Regions from separate parts of the Sus scrofa genome. Here regions 1 and 3 are each linked to region 2. A link is a contact called in public promoter capture Hi-C data. All regions are on one chromosome and are shown on one strand. The core of a region is the stretch at or near the end of the contact, and the rest is flanking DNA. Distances in the headings are between cores, read along the strand shown.

Region 1 (4,912 bases), core at 587-3,086, 380 kb after region 2:
ACCCTCTGTGCCATAGTGGGAACTCCTTAAATTTTTTTTTTTTTTTTGGCCTTGCGTGTGGCATGCAGAAGTTCTTGAGCCAGGGATCGATAGAACTGGTGCCACAGCAGCAACCCAAGTAGCTGTAGGGTGTGACAACGCTAGATCCTTAACCTGGTGCACCACAAGAGAACTCCTAGAGCCTGTGCTCTTAGTTGCTGCTTTATTTTGCTGGGTTTTTTTTTTCTGCTTAGTATTCAGTATATAAACGGCCCAGTGAAAAACCATAAGTCCACCTATGATTAAGCTAAACTTCCAAATTATAATAGTTCAGATGTGGTAGCATTGGGTGGTTCATGTAGAAGAGGAATTATGACAGGATGGTGATGATGTGTATTATAGTATCTTCTAGCAAGCTCTGTGGGGAAATAATAAAAAGGACTCTTTGTGGTAATGAGGTTCAGACCCACTGGTCTGGATGCATGGCTGGGAATCACACCTTTTGGCTTGCTCTCACTGCTGCATCCATTACCTCCTCCTGAGGACAAGTGCTTGGGTCCTTTGGTGCCTTGGTATCATGATCTGTAACCAAAGAGAATGGATGGAGACCTCTGATAATGGTGGTTCCTGTCTCCAAGGTCTGTCTTTTTCTACCACAACCTATTTTGAGTCCCAAGAGCCCATTTTCTTTTTCTTCCTTTTCTGGAGTGGGAGTGGCTGGGCCAAATGAGAGTCCTCTGCATGTCACGTTCTGTCATCTCTCTCTATCCCACAGGTGCTGGTGTCCCTGGGAGCCAGTGAGAAATTAGCCTTGCTCTCTCTGGGGAATCAGTTACTGCCACATAGCAGTCCCAGGCCTGCCTCTGCCAAACACTGCAGGAAACTAATTCACCTCCTGAGGCCATCCCACAGCACGTGATCTCAGATTCCTGGGGTCCACCCTCCAGCCTTCATTGCCCTGCGGTTGCCAACTCTTCCTTTTTTTTTACTCTACAAGCCACCAACTCAACTGAGAGCTAAAGCGACTGAGAGCGATAAGCTGCCAATCAACTCATTTGAGGATGAGAACCTAGAAGAGATTTATGTCTAAAGCTCCTTCTTTTCCCAGATTCAGGATGTTTTCAACCAGTAAACTTCATTGTTATTGGTGCCAGAGGAGATTCCAGAGCTCTTTTCTCCAATAATGTGCCTTTAACCCCAGGGACATGCCTCCTGGACCTTAGGGAGACATCTACCTAAGAGAGCTCTTCCTTCCAGAGCTCCTGTGATCGTCCCAGCAGGTTCTTGCTTTAAGTGCACTGGCCCCAGGACAGTGAAGAAGACAGAGCCTGCCTCAGCTCTGGGCTACGGGGATAAATGCCATCAGTCCCCGCTGTGGAGGGCTCCCCAGCCTGTAGCCCATATTCCCGTCTGTGAGGAGATGGGGAGGGTATTTTCTCTCCTTCCTTTCCTTCTCTTCCTTCCTTCTTTTTATTTCTCCTCCTTCCCTCTTTTTATTTCTCCTCCTTCCCTCTTTTTATTTCTCCTCCTTCCCCCCTTCTTTCTTTCTTCTCCTCTTCTACCCCTCTCCCTCCAACTGCTCCTCTTCCCACTCCTCTTCCTCCTCCTTTTTTTTTTTTCCCTTGGTAGTTCTCTTTATAAAGTCTTGTAATAAAAGCTGTGCCTCACCCCATGTGGAGCTCTCAGGGTAAAGGGTCAGGAGGTTCAGCTCCTCTGAGTGGCTGGGTGGTGCCAGAAGCACTGGGATCCTATTCACAGAAGGTCCTGGTTTGGGAGCTTATTTATATCTTTTCCTGCCTTCCAGCTTCCTCCATCCCAGATGAGCTACATGTGGTACTTCCAAGCCAAGGCCGGTGGAGCTGAAATAGGAAAGGATAGGATTAAAGAGAGGGGTAAACTGGATTGCTTTGCAAATTTCCAACTTAGTGACTAGTTTTAACATTTGGTGGCATTCCACTGTATGGGGAAACCCAGCTGCCTTCGAAGAATGGCTCTTTATGGAGACTGTGCTGTTTACCATAAGGGGAGGGGGGCAGCTGACAGGTCCATTAGATAGAATCATAATCCATACTGGAAAGCTTAAGCCTTTACTCACTGGATGGCCTGTGACAAGCTTCCTGGAGCCCTAATTTCTCCATCTATAACGTAGAGAGTCTACTTTTTATCCTTCTTCCAATTTCATTTGTTTTAGAAATGAAAATTTAAGTAAGCTGCCCTTATTTTTAAAAGGAATTTTATTTAATCCTCATCTTCATTGCCCACTGTGTTTATATTTTTAAAAATAACATTTTTTTCTAGAGTCCATCACAATTTCCTCCTATCCAGATTTTTTAATTTCAGTTCAACGAATTTATTGAGTCCTGTCTATATGCCAGATACTATTCTAGGCACTGGAGGTAAAGCAGTGCCTCTTTGTCGCGGAGTTTCCATTTCTGGTCAGGGAAACAGTGAACTTATTAAAATGACTGAACTCTGTGGTATGTAAGAAAGTGATAAAAGCTCTGGAGAAACATACCACAGGGAAAGAGGGATGAGGAGTGCTGAGCTGGATAGCCAGCGTAGGCCTCACTTGGTGACATTTGAACAGAGCAATGCAGCTCCGAGGAAAAACACGACGCATGAAGCGTGATCTTCAGAGGCCCCGAGATGGGAGTGTACCTGGAGTGTTTCAGAAGCTATGAGGAGGCCAGTTTGGATGGAAGAACTGACGAAAGGGGAGAATAGTAGGAAATGAGGACAGGAAGGTAGGTACTGGGGACCAGGCAAAGGCCTTGTACTTTACAGAGAATAGGGATCCACTGGAGAGTTTTGATCAGAGGCGTTCTGTCATCTGCCTTTGGCTCTTCATTCTGGTGTTGTGAATGGACGGTGAGGAGTGGGGGAGGAAGGGAAGGAGGGTGGACAGTTAGGAGGTGATTGTAAGAATCCACATGAGAGAGAACGGCACCCTGGATAGGGGTGGTACCCAAGGAGTGCTGAGAAGCAGTCAGATTTGTTCTTGTTTTTTTAATTTTTTTATTTTTATTTTTTTAAGTAGTCGGATTTTGAATGTGTTTTGAACATGGAACACATCCATTTTCTTGACTGATTGGATTGCAGGGTATAACAAAAGAAGGCAGTCGAGGATAACTCCACGGTTTGTGGCCTGAGCAATTGGAAGAATGAAACTGCTATTAACTGAAATGGAACTATTAGTGGATTATTAGTGGGTGGGAACATTCAGGTTTAGTTTTGAACATGTTAAGTCTGTAAGTTGGAAATTTTCAAATGCACACAAAAGTAGAGAAAGATTAGCTCAGGGAACTCTTCACTGAACTAATAGCTATCATATCTATATTTCTTTTACTCAAGTATTTTAAAACAAATCCGGGCAACATATAATGTTATCCATAAATACTTTGGTATATATTTCTAACAAATCAAAACTTTTGTTTTTGTTTTTAACAAAACCACCATACTTCATTTAGATCAAATCTAGATTAAGACAAATATGTACAGTATTGTATTTTTATTATTTTTGTTTTTTTGTTTTGTTTTATTTATTTATTTATTTTTTGCTTTTTTAGGGCCATACCCGCGGCACATGGAGGTTCCCCGGCTAGGGGTCTAATTGGAGTTGTAGCTGCCAGCCTACGCCACAGCCACAGCAACTCAGGATCCTAGCCGTGTCTGCGACCTACACCACAGCTCATGGCAACACCGGATCCTTAACCCACTAAGTGAGGCCAGGGATCAAACCTGCAACCTCATGGTTCTTAGTCGGATTAATTTCCACTGCGCCATGACGGGAACTCCACTATTGGATTTTTAAATGTGCATTTTTTTCCTAAAAGATAAACTAGGGGAAATTACCTCATAGAAGAATTATTCTTTTTTTCCAATTAATTTGTTAAATTCTAGCTTGAAATATCTTATGTGGTACATAAACAATTTTATGTAGAGAAATTAAATTTACATCCAAACTTTGTAGACTATGTGTTGTATCACATAATAGTTAATCATTTTATGAGGAAGCCTAATAAGAAAACATGTGTACATCCTTGGGAGAATACAATCTAAACAATTAGAAATATGTAAACAGTTTCACATCCAGCAATTATCACAAAGCGCTGAGAAAATTTGGAGTGAACAGTCTGAGTAGTGCCTGGAATTTGGAGAATGTCTGGAAGGTTTGAGGATTTGGGCTCATGTTTGGTTTTGTGTCCACATGAGTGTCTATGTATTTCAGCTTTTGGAGAAGGGAGAAGGAGCTCAAAGTTTTCAAACATATAAAAGTAGAGAGAATGGCATGCTAAGCCCCCATGCCCTGATGCCACCAATTCAGCTGTTAGCAACATTTTGTCACACTGCTTCTGCCTTTTCCCTTTTTAACTCTGTCCTTGCTATAGTTTTAAAGAAGCATCTTTTCTGAGATCATTTAAAATTCAAAGAAAAGTTGTAAGAAGAATACAAAGAATTCCCACATACCCTTTACTAACTGTTAATATTTTGCCACAATTGGTTTTATCATATTTTTCTGAACCATTCAAGAGTAAATGATAAATACCATGCCCCTTTACTTTTAAATACTTGTTTTTAAAAATCAAGGCTATTTACTTATATGACCATAGTATTATTAATGAAATCTGGAAATTCAACATGGATTTATTACTATTAGCTAATCTACAGCCCATATTCAAATATTGCCAATGGTTCCAATAATATTGTTTATACCAGGTTTTTTTTGTTTGTTTTTGTTTTTTGCCTTTTAGAGCTGCACCCATGGCATATGGAGATTCCCAGGCTAGGGGTCAAATCGGAGGTACAGCTGCCAGCCTACATCACAGCCATAGCCATGCCATATCCAAGCCGAGTTGGTGACCTACACCACAACTCACGGCAACGCTGGATCCTTAACCCACTGAGCAAGGTCAGGGATTGAACCTATGTCCTC
Region 2 (4,891 bases), core at 2,154-4,653:
AGATGAGAAAAGTAAAATTCAGAGACAGCTCGATCCGAGGTCCCACAGCAGGTGAACGGCAGAGACAGGCTTGAACCCCAATCTGACATCTGACTTTAAAGTGCCCTCTGCTTTCACACCTGCCTGGAACAGGAGCCCCAGAACCCACCAGTCGCCAGTGTGACTAGGCCAACACCTGAGGCGGGCTAAGGTAGTAAAGACCTTTTCTCGTTGATACCAATTCCTCTTTCCTTGAGCATGTCAGTCCTTGCCAGAGCCCTAGGTTAGAAGAAAGATCAAAAGATCAAAGCCCATGCCAGCTCTGTCTCTGCTTCTGAATGAACAGCCTAACAGACCAGGGCAGAAGGCTTCAGGGCAGAATGACTTGCTTCCTAAAGAATCTCTGCAAGGGGGAGTTCCCATGGTGGTGCAGCGGAAACGAATCCGACTAGGAACCATGAGGTTGCAGGTTCGATCCCTGGCCTTGCTCAGTAGGTTAAGGATCCGGTGTTGCTTGTGAGCTGTGGCGTAGGTCGCAGGCGTGGCTTGGATCTGGCATTGCTGTGGCTGTAGTGTAGGCCGGTGGCTACAGCTCTGATTCGACCCCTAGCCTGGGAACCTCCATAGCTCCGATTCCACCCCTAGTCTGGGAACCTCCATGTGCCGCGGGTGCGGCCCTAAAAGACAAAAAGACAAAAACAAAAAAACAAAAAAAAGAATCTCTGCCAAAGTCACCACTGATGTGACACTGGTCTGGAGGATGGATGGCTACAGAGGCACAGGCACAGGGCAGGATCTGGGTGTGGGACTGGTCATGACTTCCTCTCCTTCTACACTGCCCCCCTATTGTCCCACACTGCCCCCCTATTGCCCTGGGTCTCACTCATCCCCCCGAGCCTTCAGAGAAACAGCGGCACACGGCAGACAAGAAAGACTAAGCGGGAGGAAGTCAAGAGATTGGGGTTCAGGTTCTAATACTGCCACTAACTAGTTGTGGGAATCCAGGCAAATGACCTCCCATGGCCTCCTTTTCCCTCAAATCAGCCTCATTCAGGGAGAGGAAGGGAGACTCGATACTAGAAACAGAGTGGGAAGCTCGAATCATTCAGCCAGGCATTTCCTGGACTGCGGTAAAGAACACTGCCCCGGGAGATGGCAATGGATGAGCTCAGAAACAGATAAGTCTGAAATACAATCCATAGCGCCTTTTGGAAATGTACAAGGCACAATGGCAGGGGAAGGCTCTGAGAAGTTCTGCTGGGAGCAAACCTGTTCAGCTTTATTCCCTCAAACTTCCTTAAGCCTGAAACATCTGCATCAGGACACACCTAACTACCATCCTGTGGGTGGCTGACCAGGCCACCTTTGTTTTACAGGTAGACCTGCAATGATTCACGACCCAACTCTTCATAGGGTAAAACCCCTGCCCTAATACCCAGCCCCTCACACCCAGCCACTCTCTCTTCAGGGGTTCTCCCCATCCCACCCCCAGACAGCTGCTGTGATAACCTCCAACGTGGGACTCACTGCCAAGGGCTGGGGGACATCTCCAAGCAGCATAGAACCAGGAGGCTGCCATCCCCTGACATCACCTTTATGTAAGAGGGAAGAATACCAATCATTATCTACAAGAATAAGGACTCATTCTCTTCCTCCCTGACCAATGCACTGAGTACCCTTGAGGTACCCAGCACTGTGGACTTCTGGGTATCATTCCTACTTCAAAATAAGACCCAGGTTTTGGCCTAGAACCCCAGAATCTTCGTGTTGGAAGATGTGGTCAAGGCCATCCTCTCTATAGGGTTCCCAACAGAATACTCCAGAAAGGCCGCATCAGGGTTAGCAGAGGCCTTCCTCTCAGGGAGCTGTATGAGCTTCCACACTCTGGCCCTTCCTGGGCAGCCCCCTCTGAAAACACACAGCGTGTGTCCCTTCCCTGGGGCTTCTGCTTGGTCTGAAGAGATGACAAGTTTGGGGGATGGAAGCGCTCTTCCATGGGCAGAGGCTGAGCTAAGGTGGCTATTACCCAGCTCAGGATATGAGGTTCTCTCCAGACTTAAGGTGCACCCCTGTCATTACCTCTCTGACGTGCTGTTTTTACAGGTGAGGCCCTGAGGTCATAGCACAAGAAGGCAGGAAGTCAGGGCCCTTGACCCTGTGTGGTCCCACTACTTCTTTCTAAGTTATAAACCGGGTCTCTGGGTCCTCATGGTTGGAGAGACCAAGAGAGCAGGCAGGTGAGGAGGAAGTATGGCTGCCCCCTTGCCTCAGACATATTAGCCTCAAGGAAGGGCCTGGCTCTCCTGCCACCACTGGCCAAGCCAAAGGCGCCAGCACTGAAACCAAAGCTCACCAGTGAGATGAATATTTCAGAGCCCCGAGAACTGGACACCCCAGGGACCTTCCATGACATCTGGCTCTGACCCTGGTTCCCAGGCTACCCATCCCTCCCCATCCCATGTCCAGGTTTCTCAGGAGGAACTCCAATCCCTGGATACCACACAGAGGCCACCCTGGCCGGAGAGGGGATGGTGCCCCAGAGAACAGAAGCTGGTGCAGAACCCACAAGATTGGGGCCCAGCTTCCCAGCAGCCCTCCTCTACTTTTCCTGCCACTGTCCCCTGGCTCCACCGTTTTCCCCTCTCTTTTCCTGTTTGTTTTGCTCCAACCCAAAGAGGCCACGAGGAAGATAGTACTTTGTGAACCCAGCTTGGGGGCGGAGGTTAGAAGTGGGCCGGCTGAGGCAAAGTCGTCCTGACAGAGGTGGCGTCTTCCTCACGCCAAGGATGTGGGCTGCTCACGGCTTTCACTTCCACCCGGTTCCCCACGCACTCAAATACTCGGTCACCAGTGGACACCACAGCTGGCACCGGGGGCGGGCAGAGCCAAGCAGAGGCCGGGGCAGGGGCCCTGGGCGGCCTCCCCTCCCCCTCTCACCAGCCCAGGGCCCAGAGAGCCTTTATCCCGCGCACAGCTGGCCACCCTGGGGCTGGCGCGGTGGCCACGCCCTGCGATAGACACGCGCCAAGAAGCGGGGGACAGGACACCCTCAGACCCCGGCCACGATCACCTGTGCGCACAACCCGCAGCTCGGCTCCCCAAGCTAAGCAGGCGTCACTCGCCCGCCCGGGACGCACAGGGAAATCGAAACGCCAAAGGTGAGGGCGACAGAGCCCCACTCCCGCCCTCCACGCACTCCGAGAAAGTTTGGGGCCCCGTCCCAGGGCCGCCTCAGCCCCGGCCCGCTCCCCGCCGGCCCGCGGTGCCCCATTCCCGCCGGTCCCGAGCCCCCTGGCTTGCCTACCGCTCTCGACTGTGCGTTCCCGACCTCCCGGCGTCGCGAGTCCGGCACCACCCGCGCAGGCCTGGGCTGGGCTGGGTCTCCGCGCCCCGCCCCGACGCGCCGGCCCCTGGGGCGTGGCCTCGGGGTGCCGCCAGGGGGCGCTGGGGTCCGCCCCGGGTCCCGCCTGCGTCCTCCCGGGTCGTGCTCCTCCCCGCAAGAACTTTAGAGGTTTCGCATTTTAAGGCAGCATATGATCCTTGTTGGAAATTCAAAACACAAAAATGCATTTTCTTAAAGTATAGTTGATTTTGTTCCACTCCTCCTGAATGCCAGCGGCAAGCGCTTGCATTTTAGTGTTTCTTTGCTTATATAGCTCTGTGTATCACTTGTTTTTCTGGAGTGGGGTCCTATTGCACAATCTTTGTTGCTTATCTTTTATTTCACATTTTATCATGAACATTTTTCTTGTCACTAAGTATTCTTCAGAAGCATAGTTTTAACGCCTCAAAGTATTCTATCACATAGTTATGCCCATTTATAAAATCGGTTTCCTACTTTTAAGGACATTTAAGTTGTTTCCCATTTTCTCATTATTAGACATAAATCATGATGAACATTGTTGACAATTTCATGTTTTTAAGCCAAATGTGCTTTTCAAGTATAAAAACTTCAAATGTCCAAATGTAGAGATGGACGGAACTTAGATTCTCTGGCCCTGGGAACCATGGCATTGCCTGCCTGAAGTTTCTTCAACCAGGAAAGCAGGTGATTTAGGGTCAGAAATCCTGGGATGTGGATAACTTCTCTCAGTGCACAACGTTGGGTTGGGAGCTTTCTCCACCCTCCCAGCCACTAATGGCAGGATGTACTTGGTCGTTCCATGTTGCCGATAAGGAAGTAAGTTCTGGGAAGTTTTGAAACATTGCCGAGTTTACATAGTTCCAAAGTCCATGTTTTTTTTCCATTACGCCAAGGCTTCCAGTAGATGAACAGCTTTATTTAAGGTGCTTTTCTCAGGCTGGTAGCTACAGATCACACTGTCACTAAATGTCATTCACAGCCTGTTGACACTTTTTCTTTTTGAATGGCAGTCGGTGGTGACCTGACAAAACATAGCTAGACAACCAGGACCACCTGAGCATTTCCTGATTCCAAACCCATCAGTAAGCACTTTTCCTTTCTTTCTTTCTCTTTTTCTTTTTTCTTCTTTTTTTTTTTTTTTTTTTTTTGTCTTTTGCCTTTTTAGGGCTGCTCCTGCAGCATATGGAGGTTCCCAGTCTAGGGGTCTAATTGAAGCCAGATCTGAGCTGTTGTCTGTGACCTACACCACAGCTAATGGCAACACGGGATCCTTAACCCACTGAGTGAAGCCAGGGATCAAACCCACAACCTCATGGTTCCTAGTCAGATTCCTTTCCGCTGCACCACGATGGGAACTCCAATAAGCACTTTTCTTTACATTATTATATCCAGGGGCCAGTCCAGTTCTTTTCCAGACCAAGACAAGAAGGAGGAGCCTGTGCACTTATCTGGAAGCTCTGACATTAGTGGACCTTATAGCAGGCTCACTCTCCCAGCCACCCCATTCCTAGGGATCAAAGACCTCGATTTAGGAAGTCCCCTCCCAAA
Region 3 (4,405 bases), core at 1,824-4,323, 500 kb after region 2:
TGTCCTCTTCTTACTTAGCACCTGCGACAGGGACCTTGGGGTAGTAGAGCTGGAGGGGTCAGCTGGTCACAGCTCTCCTACAGTTGAGATCTCCCAGCTGGCCACCGGGAGACCGGGGTCAGATGCTCCCTCCGCCCCCCAGGCCAGGCCCCTGCTTGGTTCAAGCCTGTGGTATGTCAGAGCTCGGCCCTAGAATCACCCCACAAGGTTCCCCTATTCCCTTCCCCGCCACCTCTGCCTCCCCAGCCCCTCCTCACCCACGAAGCTCTGCTTCTTGCTGTCCCACAAAGGTGCCGCTCGGACGCCGTTGGCCACCAAAGCAAAGAAGGCCTTCTTGATCTGAGCGCCGGAGAGAACAGTTGAGGGTGAATCGTTCCCTGCGCCTCAGAGGTCCCCTGCCAGCCAGGGTTCTTCCACCGGGCGCCTCCCGGGCCTGCCTCTACATGAGCCTGCTGTCTGCCTCTCCCACGTCCTGGCATGCCCTCCACGAGATCCTTGTCTGCACATTTGCTCCAGATCTAAGGCTGCTGGTGGCCAGAGGTGCTGAGGTGACCCCTCCCCAAGCACTCCAAGGTGTGGGAAACCAACCCAGTGTTTCTACTCCAAAGTCATAAGTGTACAGACACACATAGTATCGATTTTGTTAAGTGCTAGAGGTGAAATTATGTATATAATATTTACAAAATATTTTTCCCTAAATAAATTTTACATTGACTTATTTGGGCCTCACCCTAAACAAGACTATCTACACCTGCTGACTGTAATTTTCTAATATTGTAAAATATCTAATATTATAACATACAAAGCTACTACATGAAATGTATTTGTTCATATTCCACTAGAATCAAATAGTGCACACAGCGAGAAGCACGGAACCAAATGTTTCATAGTTTAACCTAAGGGAAGAGTGGGGAGCAGAGCTCATCCTATTTTTCTCTTACCAAGAGTCCCTTGCTCTTTGTCCTAAGCCACCCTGCAAAGACTTTCATATATTGCCTGGCTTGTCCCAGGAATCCTCTGAAATTCGCAGGCTAAAGCAGGCATTCCTATCTCTGGATACTGAGTTGCAGAGCTGGGATGACAATTAAGGGGTGCGTGCAGAGAGCAGAAGCCCTCCCCCGGTCTCCATTCATGCCAGAAGGAGTTCGGGAAGGGGCTTGGAGGGGGGCAGAGCTGGCAAGGCATCCTGGCGGGGGGGAGGATGGGGGGGGCTGAGGCGTGGCCTCACCTCCAGCATGGTGTCGAAGATGACCAGTTTGGAGCTGGTCGCCATGGCATCGTAGCAGGTGTGCTCCTGCATGAAGTGCATGTAGACCTGGGCCCCCGGCTTCTGCAGCTCATCATCCCAGCCCAGCCTGGGTAACAGCACCTCTGGGGATGGGCACGGGGCTGGCTTCTCTTCCACCAGCCCAAGCTCATCCCCCGACGCCGCCGAGGCTGAGAACTCTATGCCCAGATCCAGATGGTCTGTGTTGGAGTCGGAGGCTGAGGCTGCACAGTCAGAGGGGAGGATGTCCCGCTCTGTTGGGGGGTTGTCCACCTCGGCCAAGGGAGCGGCTTGGGCCAAGGGTGTGGCCTTGGGGAATGTGGCCTCCTGCCCGGTGGACTCAGCAACTGGCCTGGACTGGGGACCTGTTCGGGGAGCGGGAGGGAGAGGACAGTAACTCCCTCTTCCAGAGAACTTCCTCATCTGCTGTCTCCATTCATCCTCATTGCAACCTTGGGAAGCCTGAATGCTGTGGCCCCATTTTGCAGGTGAGAGAGCTGAGTCTCAGAGAGTCACAGAGAAGACAGTGGCTCTGTCCTGAGTTGGCCACCTTGGATCCCTGGACCCCTGGATCAGCAATGCAGTTGTCCTCCCCCTTGTGGGGAGACTGGCTGCATGATGTTATGTGCCTGTGTTATGGAGGGACCAGACCAGAGACGGGCCCCAGGTTTGAGGACTGCCCACTGCCCCCAGTCCCAGCTCCCCAGAACTGGCCTTGAACTCACCTTCCCTCGGGCCCGGAGGCCCCCCTTCCTCTACATCCTCCTGCCTTGTCCATCTAGAGGCCTTGTTCCCCTGGTCCCCATGGCTTCTTTCTGAGCTGGTGGTTACAGCTCGGGATGGCCATGAACGGCTCTCTCCTTGCTCTAGGAAGCTCATCTCTGCAAGGGAGAATGGGACCTGTTTGGTTAATGGGGAGTAACACAATAAATTCCATTAAAATGTTACTAATAATAATATTTAATATTGGGAAGCTTCAAAGGGCTTGTCCTCCAACAAATTTCTCATTCAACCCTCACGGCAATCTTATCCGAAGGGCATGGCTATCAGCCCTGTTTTACTAACGAGAGACCTGAGCTCAGAGAGGTGAAGCAATTTGCCACAAATCACACAGCTAGTAAGCGAGAAAGTCAAGAGAGTCCCAATCTCCAGACTCTATAGATGCCCCCTCTACTCTTTTGAAAGAGGGAGGAGGTGAGGGAGAGGGAGGAAGAAGAAACAAAGCGGAACAAAGAAGGCAAAGGAGAGGAAGACAAGAGCCAGGCGAGTGGAGTGGGGGAGATTGGGGTCCTGAAGACGTGGAAGAAAAGGAGGTGGGAGAAGAGCCTGGGCCCGCGAGCAGGGGCAGCCCCACCTACCTTGATGCTCAGGTCCCCCGAGGCTGCTCCAGGAGGGAGTCTGTGTGGAGAAGAGTGACTTTTGGGGTGGGGAAGACGCCCCACGTTCTGGACCACACGGAAATCCCTTCCCAGCACACAGGCACGGGTGCGCACAAACACCCCCCCACCCATGTATACACAAACACACAAACACCCAGCCCCAAACACTAACGCACACTACCTACCCAAACACACACACTCAGACACACACAGAACCGCACAGACTCACTTACACAAGGAGTATATACATGCGGACCCCCTCACACTCATATATATATACACAGAAAATCCTGGCTATGCAAGCACGCACGCGTACGCACATCCGCAGTGGTGGGCCCTCTGCCCTCTGGCCTCAGCTGCTCCAGCTCCCAGCCCCCCCGGGACCCCGGGACCCTGCGCAGTGCCTGCTCTAGCTCGGCAAGCTCCATGGAGGAGTGCGCAACACTGTATCTGGGCAGCACTATTCTGGGCCCGACCCCTGGCACCCTGCCCTCCTGGATCGGGTTCTCTCTGATTGGGTGGCAGGGAGCAGGGTGGAAGGGGTCCACCCGCTCAGCTGCTCCAGCCCAGCAGCCTGGGGGCCCCTGGGGAGGGGTGGGGCCCACCTGGAATCTTGATGCCTGGTCCCGGGCTGTCTCCTGGGTCTCCGAGGACAGGTGAGAAGGATCCTGCTGTGGGGGAAGCAGCTTGGAACTGGGGTGGGAGGAGGGGAGCTCTCAGAGCCCCCGCTGTGTTCCTACCGTGAGGGCCTCTCTCATTTGTCAGGCGCCAAAGGAGGGAAAATGCAAGCAAGTTGAGCTTAACTTTCTTCCTTGTACAAACTCCGGTCGTGGGTGGCACTGGGGTTAGAAAGGGCTAGTTGCAGCCAGCTGGGAGGCTGGGGAGGCGGAGTTCGTGGGTGGTCCCGGGAGGATGGCCAGTGTGTGTCCAGATGTCCCCCTCTGAGTCCCAGGAGACCGTCCTTCTCTCTGGTGGAGTGGGATGGTTGGGGCAGGCGGGGAGTTGTGAGATCGCCTTCCAGGTATGAAGTGGGCTTGAAGGCATGGGGCCTGTGCCAGTCCACAGTGTGAGAGACACCTGTTTCTACCTGCAGAGGTAGATCCAGGTGTGCAGGAGCCCCAGGCCCCCCACCCCACTGTGTGCGCTCTCCCTCTGTCTCCTGGTGCCAACGGAATCCCAGCAGGCTCCGTGGCGGCCCACCCCCCCTTCCTTGGCATTCCTGGGGCCTGAGTCACTGTCCAAATTGGTAACGCTGACCCAGCTGCTCCAGCTCCCCTCTCTGTCCCTCCCTCCCTCTCTTCTTTCCAGGCTCTTCCATCCCAGTCTCGCCATGGACTGGACAGACACTCAGTAACGGGTTACTGGGTTTCTCGATGAATGTAATGAACATATTCTCATCAGTTCTCAAGGCCCCTATATTGCCTAAGGGGCAGGTGGAGGAGACAAGAGGGAAGGGGCTTGCCGTCCGTGGGTGTCTTTGGTGGTACAGGGGGCAAATGCAGCTCTTCTTCTGCAGCATCCCTGTGGCCTCTGCCTGTCTGCTCCCTGGTGATGAACATGAAAAGCATCGCTAATGGGGAGTTCCCATTGAGGCTCAGCCCTTTAAGAATTTGACTAGCATCCATGAGGATGCAGGTTCGATCCCTGGCCTTGCCCAGTGGGTTAAGGATCCAGCGTTGCTGCAAGCTGCGGCATAGTTCACAGATGCAGCTTGGATCTGGTATTGCTGTGGCTATGGTGTAGGCCTGCAGCTGCAGCT

What was found. Promoter capture Hi-C pulls out the DNA fragments that hold promoters and counts their contacts.
Region 1: a contact with region 2 is called in a promoter capture Hi-C map of fetal liver, with 4 times the contacts expected there. The contact joins the promoter of TTLL4 here to the promoter of TMBIM1 in region 2. A contact is called at or near these places in 1 of 5 promoter capture datasets (fetal liver), 1 of 47 Hi-C or Micro-C datasets (skeletal muscle) and 1 of 2 datasets of contacts at active chromatin or transcription factors (alveolar macrophages).
Region 3: a promoter capture Hi-C map of fetal liver shows a contact between it and region 2, with 4 times the contacts expected there. The contact joins the promoter of PRKAG3 here to the promoter of TMBIM1 in region 2. A contact is called at or near these places in 1 of 5 promoter capture datasets (fetal liver) and 1 of 2 datasets of contacts at active chromatin or transcription factors (skeletal muscle).

Annotation. Positions count from the first base shown.
Region 1 is chr15:120,746,701-120,751,612 of Sscrofa11.1, forward strand. TTLL4 (tubulin polyglutamylase TTLL4) reads left to right here and starts at 1,837. Exons shown (of 22, transcript XM_021076484.1): 1 at 1,837-2,723. STK36 (serine/threonine-protein kinase 36) reads left to right here. Exons shown (of 28, transcript XM_021076483.1): 28 at 755-1,132. The coding sequence ends at 898. It overlaps LOC106506368 (a long non-coding RNA gene), which reads right to left. Exons shown (of 3, transcript XR_001301625.2): 2 at 1,648-1,838; 3 at 111-561.
Region 2 is chr15:120,361,652-120,366,542 of Sscrofa11.1, forward strand. It overlaps TMBIM1 (protein lifeguard 3), which reads right to left and starts at 3,404. Exons shown (of 12, transcript XM_021076202.1): 1 at 3,284-3,404. The region is part of intron 2 of PNKD (probable hydrolase PNKD); the gene reads left to right.
Region 3 is chr15:120,863,235-120,867,639 of Sscrofa11.1, forward strand. It overlaps PRKAG3 (protein kinase, AMP-activated, gamma 3 non-catalytic subunit), which reads right to left and starts at 3,074. Exons shown (of 13, transcript NM_214077.1): 1 at 2,967-3,074; 2 at 2,626-2,665; 3 at 1,993-2,148; 4 at 1,229-1,632; 5 at 258-339. The coding sequence starts at 3,074.